Regions from separate parts of the Mus musculus genome. Here region 1 is linked to region 2. Evidence: chromatin contacts called from public HiChIP or PLAC-seq data. All regions are on one chromosome and are shown on one strand. The core of a region is the stretch at or near the end of the contact, and the rest is flanking DNA. Distances in the headings are between cores, read along the strand shown. Region 1 has its middle 41 kb from the start of Nt5c1b. Region 2 has its middle 85 kb from the start of Ttc32.

Region 1 (4,939 bases), core at 1,932-4,431, 1.2 Mb after region 2:
CACTATGTTCATAGCAGCCTTATTTATAATAGCCAGAAGCTGGAAAGAACCTAGATGCCCCTCAACAGAGGAATGGATACAGAAAATGTGGTACATTTACACAATGGAGTACTACTCAGCTATTAAAAAGAATGAATTTATGAAATTCCTAGGCAAATGGATAGACCTGGAGGGCATCATCCGGAGTGAGGTAACTCAATCACAAAAGAACTCAAATTACATTTATTCACTGATAAGTGGATATTAGACCAGAAACTTAGAATATGCAAGATATAAGATACAATTTGCAAAACACATGAAACTCAAGAAGAATGAAGACCAAAATGTGGACACTTTGCCCTTTCTTAGAATTGAGAACAAAACACCCAAGGAACGAGTTACAGAGACAAAGTTTGGAGCTGAGACTAAAGGATGGACCATCTAGAGACTGCAATATCCAGAGATCCATCCCATAATCAGCCTCCAAACGCTGACACCATTGCATACACTAGCAAGATTTTGCTGAAAGGGCCCAGATATAGCTGTCTCTTGTGAGATTATGCCGGGGCCTAGCAAATACAAAAGTGAATGCTCACAGTCAGCTATTGGATGGATCACAGGGCCCCCAATGGAGGAGCTAGAGAAAGTACCCAAGGAGCTAAAGGGATCTGCAACCCTATAGGTGGAACAACAATATGAACTAACCAGTACCCTGGAGCTCTTGACTCTAGTTGCATATGTATCAAAAGATGGCCTAGTCTGCCATCAGTGGAAAGAGAGGCTCATGGGTCATGCAAACTTTATATGCCTCAGTATAGAGGAACACCAGGGCCAAGAAGTGGGAGTGGATGGGTAGGGGAGTGGGTGGGGGAGGGTATGGGGGACTTTTGGGATAGCACTGGAAATGTACATGAAGAAAATACCTAATTAAAACAAACAAATAAACAAACCAATGTCCTCAATGCCTAACATGGTTTGTGACTCAAGGGGAACACCCCATAAACAGTACCTATATGAACGTTTTCATTCCCCCACTTCACAGAAGATCACTAAACCATGCCAAATCTTGTAGAAGATTGAAATAAGGTCAACTAAAGAATGAGGTTCAACAGGCAGGCTCAGAGCCTGGCTGAGGTCTCCTTCCCAGATTTCAGCTTGCAGGGAGAACGTGCTAGCTCATCTCCCTAACACCAAGCACCTTGTAGAAAACAACACAGATACAACTACAACTACTTTCTAATTTAAAAATACCCAGATCTAATGCAGATCCCTCTACTAATGTCAAATGACTTGCCTTCAGGCTACAAACATGACAGGCATCTACTTCTTGTTTTGACAGATGAAGTAACAGATCCGCGTTGTTCTGAAAGCACGCCACGCCTTTCCCCGAGAAGCAGGAGGCACTGCAAACACCGAGATGACAGTGACGGATTTAAGGTTTCATATAATTTTCTTTTTTTTTTCTTTTTTTGAAAACTACTATGGAGTTTGCGGGAAGCATGATTAATAGCATAAAAATTGCTTCTATCTTTGGCTAACAAGCATCCGGTAATGAATCAAGTCATCAGGATTGCAGATAACGTGTACTCTCTGCATGCTCAAATTTCTGAAAGATGACATGATTGTGAGTGGAAACATTCCAAATTCTGAAATATTTATTCAGCAGTAAAAACAGTTAAGATGAAACAAGGCAAGGAGAGCTGCCCTTGTTCTGGAAAGAAATACGTACATGAGATGCGAGCACGGGAAGTGTGAGTCCTTCCTAAGGAGTCTGGGACATCTCTCAGGACAGACATGTGAATAGTGGCTTATTCTGAGCCTTTTTATATTTCTTTTATGTTTTAATTTTTTATTTATTTATTTATTTTTTATTTTTCAAGATAGGATTTTTCTGTGTAGCCCTGTAGACCAGGCTGGCCTTGAATTCAGAGATTCACCTACCTCACCTTCTGAGTGCCGGGATTAAAGGCATGTGCCACCACAGTGCAGCATCTTTCCCTATTTCTAAGTTGCAGCACTCAAAGGATAGTTTATATTAGCTTGGAATTCTAAGACTAAAGTTAAATTGAGGATTACAAAATATCAGCTCTGGACATTAGCTCATATTCTCTCTCTCTCTCTCTCTCTCTCTCTCTCTCTCTCTCTCTCTCTCTCTCTCTCTCTCAGTTTTCCTCAGTCTGTAGCCCTTTAAACTCTAAACAGTAGGATTATATGCTGTGCCTAATGACATTGGCTTGTAACAAATTGAAGACTGCCTGGGCTATAGGGTAAGAACAACAAAGCCTCACTAAAATCGTAAAAGGGATGAGTATATATTTTAGTGATACAGTCCTTGCCTAGAACACATAATAACCTGAGGTTGATCCTCAGTACTACTGAAAGAAACAAACTGTATTATTAAGACACAATGCAATACTTAAGAGACTGAAATGTTACAGAAGAAATACATAGTCAAATTGAGGCCAATTTGTACACATCCATTATTATGTTTGACCAATTGATTTTTACAGTGTCTAATCAACTTAGACTCAGGGAACAGAGTCCAAGATTCCAGATTGAATTAATTTACAAGATTTGCCTTAAGCCTACTTCCTCTTAAGACTGTCCTCCCTTCCTTCTAGATTCTAGTATCACTGGGTTCATGAACTCAAATGATCATTTATGATAATATATCATACTTTTCAACCAACAATGTTAATGTAAATAAGCAAAAGCAAATTATTTGCTAAAATATAACCAAAGGTTATTATTTTTATGATATCTAGCCTACAATATACTAGAATTCGTGGCATAAGATGTAGAATTCATGAGTTAAGAAACTTTTCACATTAAACAGGGTTACCTGCATTTTGAAGAAGAAAGGTAAAATAGAAAATAAAAAGAATTTATTTATTATTTCAGTATTTCCTGAAACAAAAATATTAATAGAGATGTACAATTATATTTCATTTTTCAAGTGAAAAAAAGTAGGAAAAATACTGTTAATCTAAATTGAATTTGGTAGTATACAAAACTACCTCATTCAGTACAGGGCTTTTTAAAACACACGAGTTGATACTCTTGCATATGTCTAACCTTAATAACATTAATGCCTTTAAAGTAGGAAAGCTGACAGGAAGAAACTTTCTAGCTCTGAGTCTACTCAGTTTAGGGTGACTCAGGATACTTGCTTAACCTCATCTTCTTCTCGGAAGCTCTCGTAGCCCATAGCCTAACCACACAATGTATTACTCATATCCATTCTCCTGAAAGCAACAGAAATAGAATTATCTTTCTAGTGAAAGTAACTACCTCTTCTTCCATCTTATTCAATTAAATCCAATGTCCTTACAGGCTGTGTCACTACTAAAGTATTTCTGGGTACTCCCTTCAAACTGTCAGTGGTGAGAGCAAGCTGCAAACAATGAGCATAGTATTTAACTCAGGCTGTCAACATTCCCTGAAACTTAGTGACTTCCAATAGTAATAATTTCCAATTAGATTGGCATGAACTCCACCAGTATGGTAGTTAGGGAAATGACCAAAGTTACTCACAGTGACTTCATGAAACTTTGACCCTATGAGTTATAATATCTCAGTAATTATAACTACTAAAAAGCTATAAATATCATTCTCATTTTACAGGATTTAATGCTAACATTGGATTGCACCATGTGGTTTTACTGAGTTCCAAAATCTTGGTTGTATTTCTCTCTTTCTTCACTCCCAATAATACACAACACACAAGTAGTTACTTTGATGAAAACAGAAATAAGTTGCATAAGCAATGCCATATCGATAATATAACTTAAAATTCCCTTTCAACTCTCATCACTGAGATGGATCCATGGAATGGTAGACAGAATCCATGAAGCAGGAGCTCAATGGATTCTCTGTTGGAAATGACGTCATTCTGCCACGTATCTGTCACTAATTGTGAGACCCTCTGAACCCCCAAGCTCATCATGATAGCAGATTGCTCATGCATTTGCCACTTCTGGCTAGAATGCTTATCTGGGAAGTAAAATTACTTTGAGATCACAGACTTAGGAATAGAAGGATATCTGGAGGTTGACTGTTCTGTCAAAAATTCTTTATAGTAATTTGAGATCCTTTTATGCATATTTAAAGTATCCACTGAACAAGTCTCCTATAGTTTTATTGAAAAGAGAAGAAAGTGATATAAACCCATTTTTTTAAAATGAGTTACAATAAAGTTTTAAAGTAATCTGAATGTGGTAATAAGCTTAAACCTTGGAGACAGACAGACAGACAGACAGAGCTGGAAACTGTTCTTACATTGATACTTAACATTTATGGCACAGGTAGGCATTTACTCCAAATTAAATGAGGCTTGGTCTTTATAACACAGGCATACAATATCTACTTCATAGAATTGTAGTACTTATGAAATAAGAATATAATATCTGCTTTATAGCATTACTATGACAACTAAATGAAATAATCAATGTCCAGTTTACTCACAAAATGTACTGTTATTCTCCTGTGAACTAAGAAAGACACTATGAAACCATAGTCATTACTGAGTATGACTTCGAGGTCTTCAGACTCTCTTCCATATTTCCCTCAGTTGTTATAAGGAATTATAGCTCTCTAAAGACAAGTTAGTAGTACATTACTTGATTTTCAACTTTTAACCAGTTACTCTGAGGTCAATTTTAGCTGCAAAATCATTATCACCAAATATTCTGTCAATCTTCCATTCTTTCCCTTCTATCCTCAACATAAACCATGAATGAAAGCACCATCACATACAGATAGGAACCTATGCAACCTAATCAAAAACTATTTGGCAGGAACTGGAAATGTCAGGAAATCAGGAGGGAAGAAAGAAACATGAGGTAACAAAAATGTTTGGGCCTCAAATATGAATAAGATAGATGGCTCACACTAGGGTTCTGCCAAAAAATGGTAGCATAGAGTGATTTGTTTTGGATGAGGTTTTCTGACACAATAATTC
Region 2 (5,333 bases), core at 545-3,044:
AAAGAGAAAACCTTTCACTAGGACCTGGGCTTGCTGATTACTTTGTGCCGACTGACCAGTGACACACCCTTGTAGACATTCTCAGCACTGGAGATGACAAGCGGGCATCACCATGTTTGACTTTTGTGTAGGTGCTGGGAACCAAACTCATGCTTATGTGGAGAGCACTGAATCGAATGAACCATCTCCCCACCCAGTATCTACTAATCTGAATAAATAGTGCACTAAGTGAGGGATTTAAAAAGGCTTTGGTGATAAAAGGCAAGGACATGTCCTAGACGAAGCCTTCACTTACCATACTTCTCTATACCCAATACACATTGTCTTATTTAACCCTAAAGGAATTTAGGGAATTTGCAAGATACAGTGGCAACAATCCAAGAGAATATAACAAAGAGAGTCTTCTTCAAGCCCAAGAAGGTCCAGAGCTGTGAATAAAAGCAGCACCATGAGCCACAGTGAGTCAGGGACGGATGCTGAGCAATAGCTGCAGCTGTGTCTGTCCTGTGTCTGTGATGCTTGGGAGACTCTGCCTGGGGAGAGCAGGGTCTATTGGTAAAGCTCCCAGCTAGCAGCTACATCCTGTTTATATGTCTAGTCCTAGTACCTTCTATTGGCCAAAACAAGGCAAAGGACAATTGGACCTATTTGTACAGCCCCAGGTCAGCCTACAGGCATAGCGCACGAATGGAGCCATCACAGTATACAACAATATGAGCCCTCTGCATCTGGTCTGCCTCAGGATGACTCCCTTGCAGGTCACCATTAGCATGTAGGCAGATGAACAGACTCAAACCTGAGAGCCACCAATTGTGTCAAGCAGGGGCCTTTGAGAGCTGGTTTGCTCTGTTCCCAGATGAGTTTCCCTAGAGGATCTAGAATTGGAGTCTTGCACAGACTGCTAGAGGCTGGTTATTTCTAGGATGCCATGTCAGACCTGGTCAGATAGGCAAAGTCTGCGGAAACTTCTCTTCATGGCTTACCTTCCCTCGGAGATCCAGCCAGGGGCTTTATCCTTGGGCCTGGAAAGTGGAAGGTAAGGTAGAAGTGGAGGCTTGCTCAGAGACATGGAGACTAGGGAACGCTGAGCAGCCAAATGCTGGCATAATCAGGAACCCACTGTAGTATGTGAGTTGTGGGAAGGCAGACAGCTCTCAGTTTGCTGCTACTGGGACTGAAAGTACCGCAGCTGGGTGACTTAGTCACTGTATAGATGCTTTGATGCTAGATGAAGCTGAGCTTGGATCTCAGCTCCCAAATTGAACTGTAGGCAAGTTGCTTAACCTCTTGGACCCCCAGTTTCTATAGTGCTAAATTCGGAAATAATTCTGATACAAGGAGATAGTGTAAGAATTAGAGAAACCCATGTGGATTATTTACCTCTGCCTGCCAATTGGATCTATATTAATTATGAAATAATCATTTGAGCAGATCTGGTCGCTCAACCTGTGCTCACTTTGTTCCGTGTTTTCTAAAACAACTTTGCCTTTAGTGCTTTCCCAGTGGGTACCCTGAGAAGAGACCAAGGCTGCATATGAGTTAAAGCTGGGCTCAGGCCCCCAAATAGCTTGTTTTTAACTTTCCCACATGGCACACTTCTTAGAAAAAAGTTGTGGAACATTTGATGATCAGTTTACAACCCCAAGAACAAGAAAAAGCTCTTCTGTCAGCTAAAAAAAAAAAAAAAAAAAAATAGATGGATGTTGTTTCTGGGAGGAGGGATGTTGTATAGTGGTCCAGGAGGAGATGGTGAGTCAGAAGTGCTGAGACCTGGGCCAGGCTGTCCCCTCAGCCCACCTCCTGTGAGTCAGCACTGACCACGAGGCCTGGTGGGCAGCAGGCCCAGCAAGCTGCCGAGCCACATGGCACGTTGCTCAGCGGACGGCAGCTGTGCTCTTCTGTCACCCTGTCTTGGGACATGAGAGAGTGTGTTGTAAAGCCACAATTGTCAGGGTTGATATGGCCCCTTCTGTCCATTTTCTAGACCAAATCTTCTGCGTCACTGTCTAATTCTAACCATGCCCCACAGTCACCACAATAAAGGGAACCCCTTTATTTTATAATCTTTGTGGGACATGTTAGGGGTGGTATTTGGTCTGGCAGAGCTGGGGGGTGAAGTAAATGTTCTCTTTTAAGGACTTTGCATGGGTCTGGACCTGAAAGGCAGCCTTTCCTTTTAGTTACCCAGAGTAATGAATCTAGAGTGCAGAGAATCAGGATTCACAAAACAGTATGCCTAAGAGACAAGAGGAAGCAAGCCCTGTGATTGCTCAATATCTGGGCAGTCTTGATGAAAGGATGTCTTTCCCAAAATACACTGCAAGGACATAGGGCAGGGAGACCAGCCAGACTCCATCTCTTCATGGCCATGTGTCTTAGATATTGAGACAGACCTTTTTGATCCAGCAAAATAAGGAAGGCAGTCACCTCGTAGGGTTGTAGGTGGTGCTAAACTGAGTAAGAGAGATTATGTGAAAGCACATTGTGATACCAGGCAAAAAATAATAAATGCAGGATATCACATAGTTAGATAGGAGAGTGAGCCATTTACCTGAGGTCACATGCTGTTACTGCCAGAGTCAGGAGCCAAGTGCGAGACTCTCTTTCCATTGTTCCCTGTTGTCTTAGTCATTTGTGAGAGAATTATTTGCCAAAAGCACTTTAATTAGCAAGCACTTTACTCAGGTTGCATGCCTATGTTTTATTTTTGTCTATGTGTGTGCATGCATGTGTTTAGGTGCATACATATACTATGTATGTATTTAATGTATGTATGTATGTATGTATGTATGTATGTATGTACTTATGTATGGAAGCCAGAGGTCAATCGCAAGATGTTTTCCTCTGAAACTGTACCCCTTTTCCTGAGACAGGAGATGTCCCCAGGATCAGGAATTCAATGATTAGCTAGCTTGGCTGGCCAGGAAACCCCAGAGAAGGGATTACAAATGTGCACCATCACACCTGGATTTCTATGTAAGTGATGAGGTTCAAACTCAGGACCCCAAGCTGTGTGTCAGGTCCTTTACCTGTCTTGGGGCAAGGGCACTGTGGCTGTTGGAGAAGCAGGGTCCAGTAGACCTCTGCAGATGGGACATGCTGTGGCCCTGACTGCCACATAGTAAGTTTAGAGACTATCCTATAAAACTCTCAGCTTGGGGTGGTAGCCCTCTGGCCAGGCTGGAACATTTACTTAGCATCAAATGGAAGCATGAGTAGGCTTCTAAGGGCTGCTGGGTACTTACTTCCCCAGAATATGTGTGTCTAAATGTGCAGGGGATTTCCAGAGGACACTCTGCTTGAGGTCCCTGTTATCTCCAGAGCTGAGCAAGGACATTTGTGTTGACGAACAAGTATCTCAAGCAAGAGACTTGAGAAAGGGATACAGTAGGAAAAGCGGAGAGCCTCCCAGCCTTCTCTAGATCTGAATAAGCTAGGATACCTCCTTCCCATCAGAGGGATGTGTGCCACGGCTCTATTGATCGCTGTACCTATAGGTATAGACTTTTAGTAGCCCTACATCTTGTCTTGCCTTTCTAAGAGCTCCTCAGATGGACCAGGGTAGCTCCCTGTATTATGCTTTTCTCTACCTTAGGGCTACAGGGGTTTCCCCTGGCATGTCTGCTGCCCTCCTTTCTCATGACTTATCTCCCATGATTTCCAATGCACACTGCTCCAATACAGCACCACTGGCTCACCTGTGATTCTTTCCATTACAGCTTTCTGTGTGATGTTGGTTTTTATTGAAGTGTAGGAATGGTCTTTGTCTTGTTGGTTGGGGATGCTCATGAGTCAGGAAAGTAGTTCAGTCAATGGCTTCCTGCCTGCTTATAAATGGTATCTGGTATGGAATTGAGCTCCTGTAAATGTCTGGGCCATTTAAGATCACAGCTCCCAGGTAATCAGAGCAGGGAATGTTGGATTAGGATCCTTTCCTTGGATCCTCAGAGAAAGGGGGCTGAATAATGTGGTTTTGGTCCAGAACCATTCCTATTTCGAATAGTACACCTTTGGTTTGTCATGAGAACGAGGCTTCATGTGATGAATGGTCTTCAGTGTAAGCTCAACTGGGCTGGGAATTACCCATGGGACATACCTCTGGGCGTGCCTGTGAGGGCATTTACAAAGAGGTTTAGCTGAGGAGAGGTGAGCTTCCATGAATGTAGGCAGCACAGGTCCATGGGCTGTTAGACTGGACCATCTAAAAAGGGGAAAACAGAGGGAGTCAGATGAACTTTGGTTTCTGCTTCCTGACTGTGGCTGTAATGTAACCAGCTAAGTCATGTTCTAAAAACCAGACTGCCATGGTTTCTATATTTTTCTGCCATGATGATATACTTAGAACTGTGAGCCAACATGAACCTTTCCTGCCTCATGCTTTTGCCAGGCATAAGGCAGACATGCTTTTACATATATAACCGATATTTTATTATAAAACATATCACTAATATGGAGATTCACTGACTTAGAGGCCAGAGAGGAAAGAGGTCAGTCTGCAACATCTGTGGAAAATTAGATACCTTTGGGGGCTAGAACAAGTTCAAATGGTGTAGCTCCCCAATTTCTTCAGCCTTTCCATTCTCATGAATTCCTTCCTGACAAGTATGTAAGTGGGTAAATGTACAAGTGAACTGACACATAGGTGGGCTTTCAGGGAGACATTTTTGGGAACCAAACCCAGATATATCAAGGCAGACTGAGTCACCTAGCTGCAGTAGATGGAGAGACTATAGTCCATTTTTCTCATTGTCTCATGGATTTACTGAGGTTTTGTATCTAACTATATTAGTCACTGTTATATTGGTGTGAAGAGACACCATGACCATGGAAACTCTTATAAAAGAAAGCATTTTATTGGGACTGTCTTACAGTTTCAGAGGTTTAATCCATTGTTATCATGGCAAGAAGCATTGTGGCATACAGGCAGACATGGTGCTGGAGAAGTGGCTGAGAATTCGACATCTAGATCCATAAGCAACAGGAAGAGAGAGACTCTAGGCTTAGAATGGAGTTTTTGAAACCCAAAGCCCATTCCTAGTGACATCTTTCCTCCAATAAGGCCACACCTCCTAAGCCTTCCCAAACAGTTCCATTCCCCGGTGACCAAGCATTCTAATCTATGAGCCTATGGGAGCCATTCTCATTCAAACTTCCACAATAAGCCAGCAGGATACAGAATTGCCTTGATCATAACAGGCTTTTGTTTTGGTTTTTTGGTTTTTTTTTCCCCCTTTGGCAGCATCACTATCACCGGCATGAGGAAGACAGGTTGGAACAGTGTGAGATAGGATGCATCCTGAATTACCCTTTGCATTCTAGGTGTTAATGGCTAG

Evidence for each region. HiChIP or PLAC-seq counts read pairs in DNA pulled down with a chosen protein or histone mark.
Region 1: a contact with region 2 is called in an H3K27ac HiChIP or PLAC-seq map of the NIH/3T3 cell line, with 6 times the contacts expected there. The contact joins two enhancer-like sites. A contact is called at or near these places in 1 of 15 datasets of contacts at CTCF or cohesin (the NIH/3T3 cell line) and 2 of 115 datasets of contacts at active chromatin or transcription factors (the NIH/3T3 cell line and fibro-adipogenic progenitors).

What each region holds. Positions count from the first base shown.
Region 1 is chr12:10,326,395-10,331,333 of GRCm38.p6, forward strand. No RefSeq gene overlaps it. Among named protein-coding and RNA genes, the nearest start is that of Nt5c1b, 41 kb to the right of the region's middle. Within about 2 kb of position 3,182, at least 32 of the 459 cell types and tissues checked have an H3K27ac peak or open chromatin away from gene starts, as enhancers often do. A contact at or near this core is called in the NIH/3T3 cell line, where this site is marked.
Region 2 is chr12:9,112,002-9,117,334 of GRCm38.p6, forward strand. No RefSeq gene overlaps it. Among named protein-coding and RNA genes, the nearest start is that of Ttc32, 85 kb to the left of the region's middle. Within about 2 kb of position 1,795, at least 77 of the 459 cell types and tissues checked have an H3K27ac peak or open chromatin away from gene starts, as enhancers often do. A contact at or near this core is called in the NIH/3T3 cell line, where this site is marked.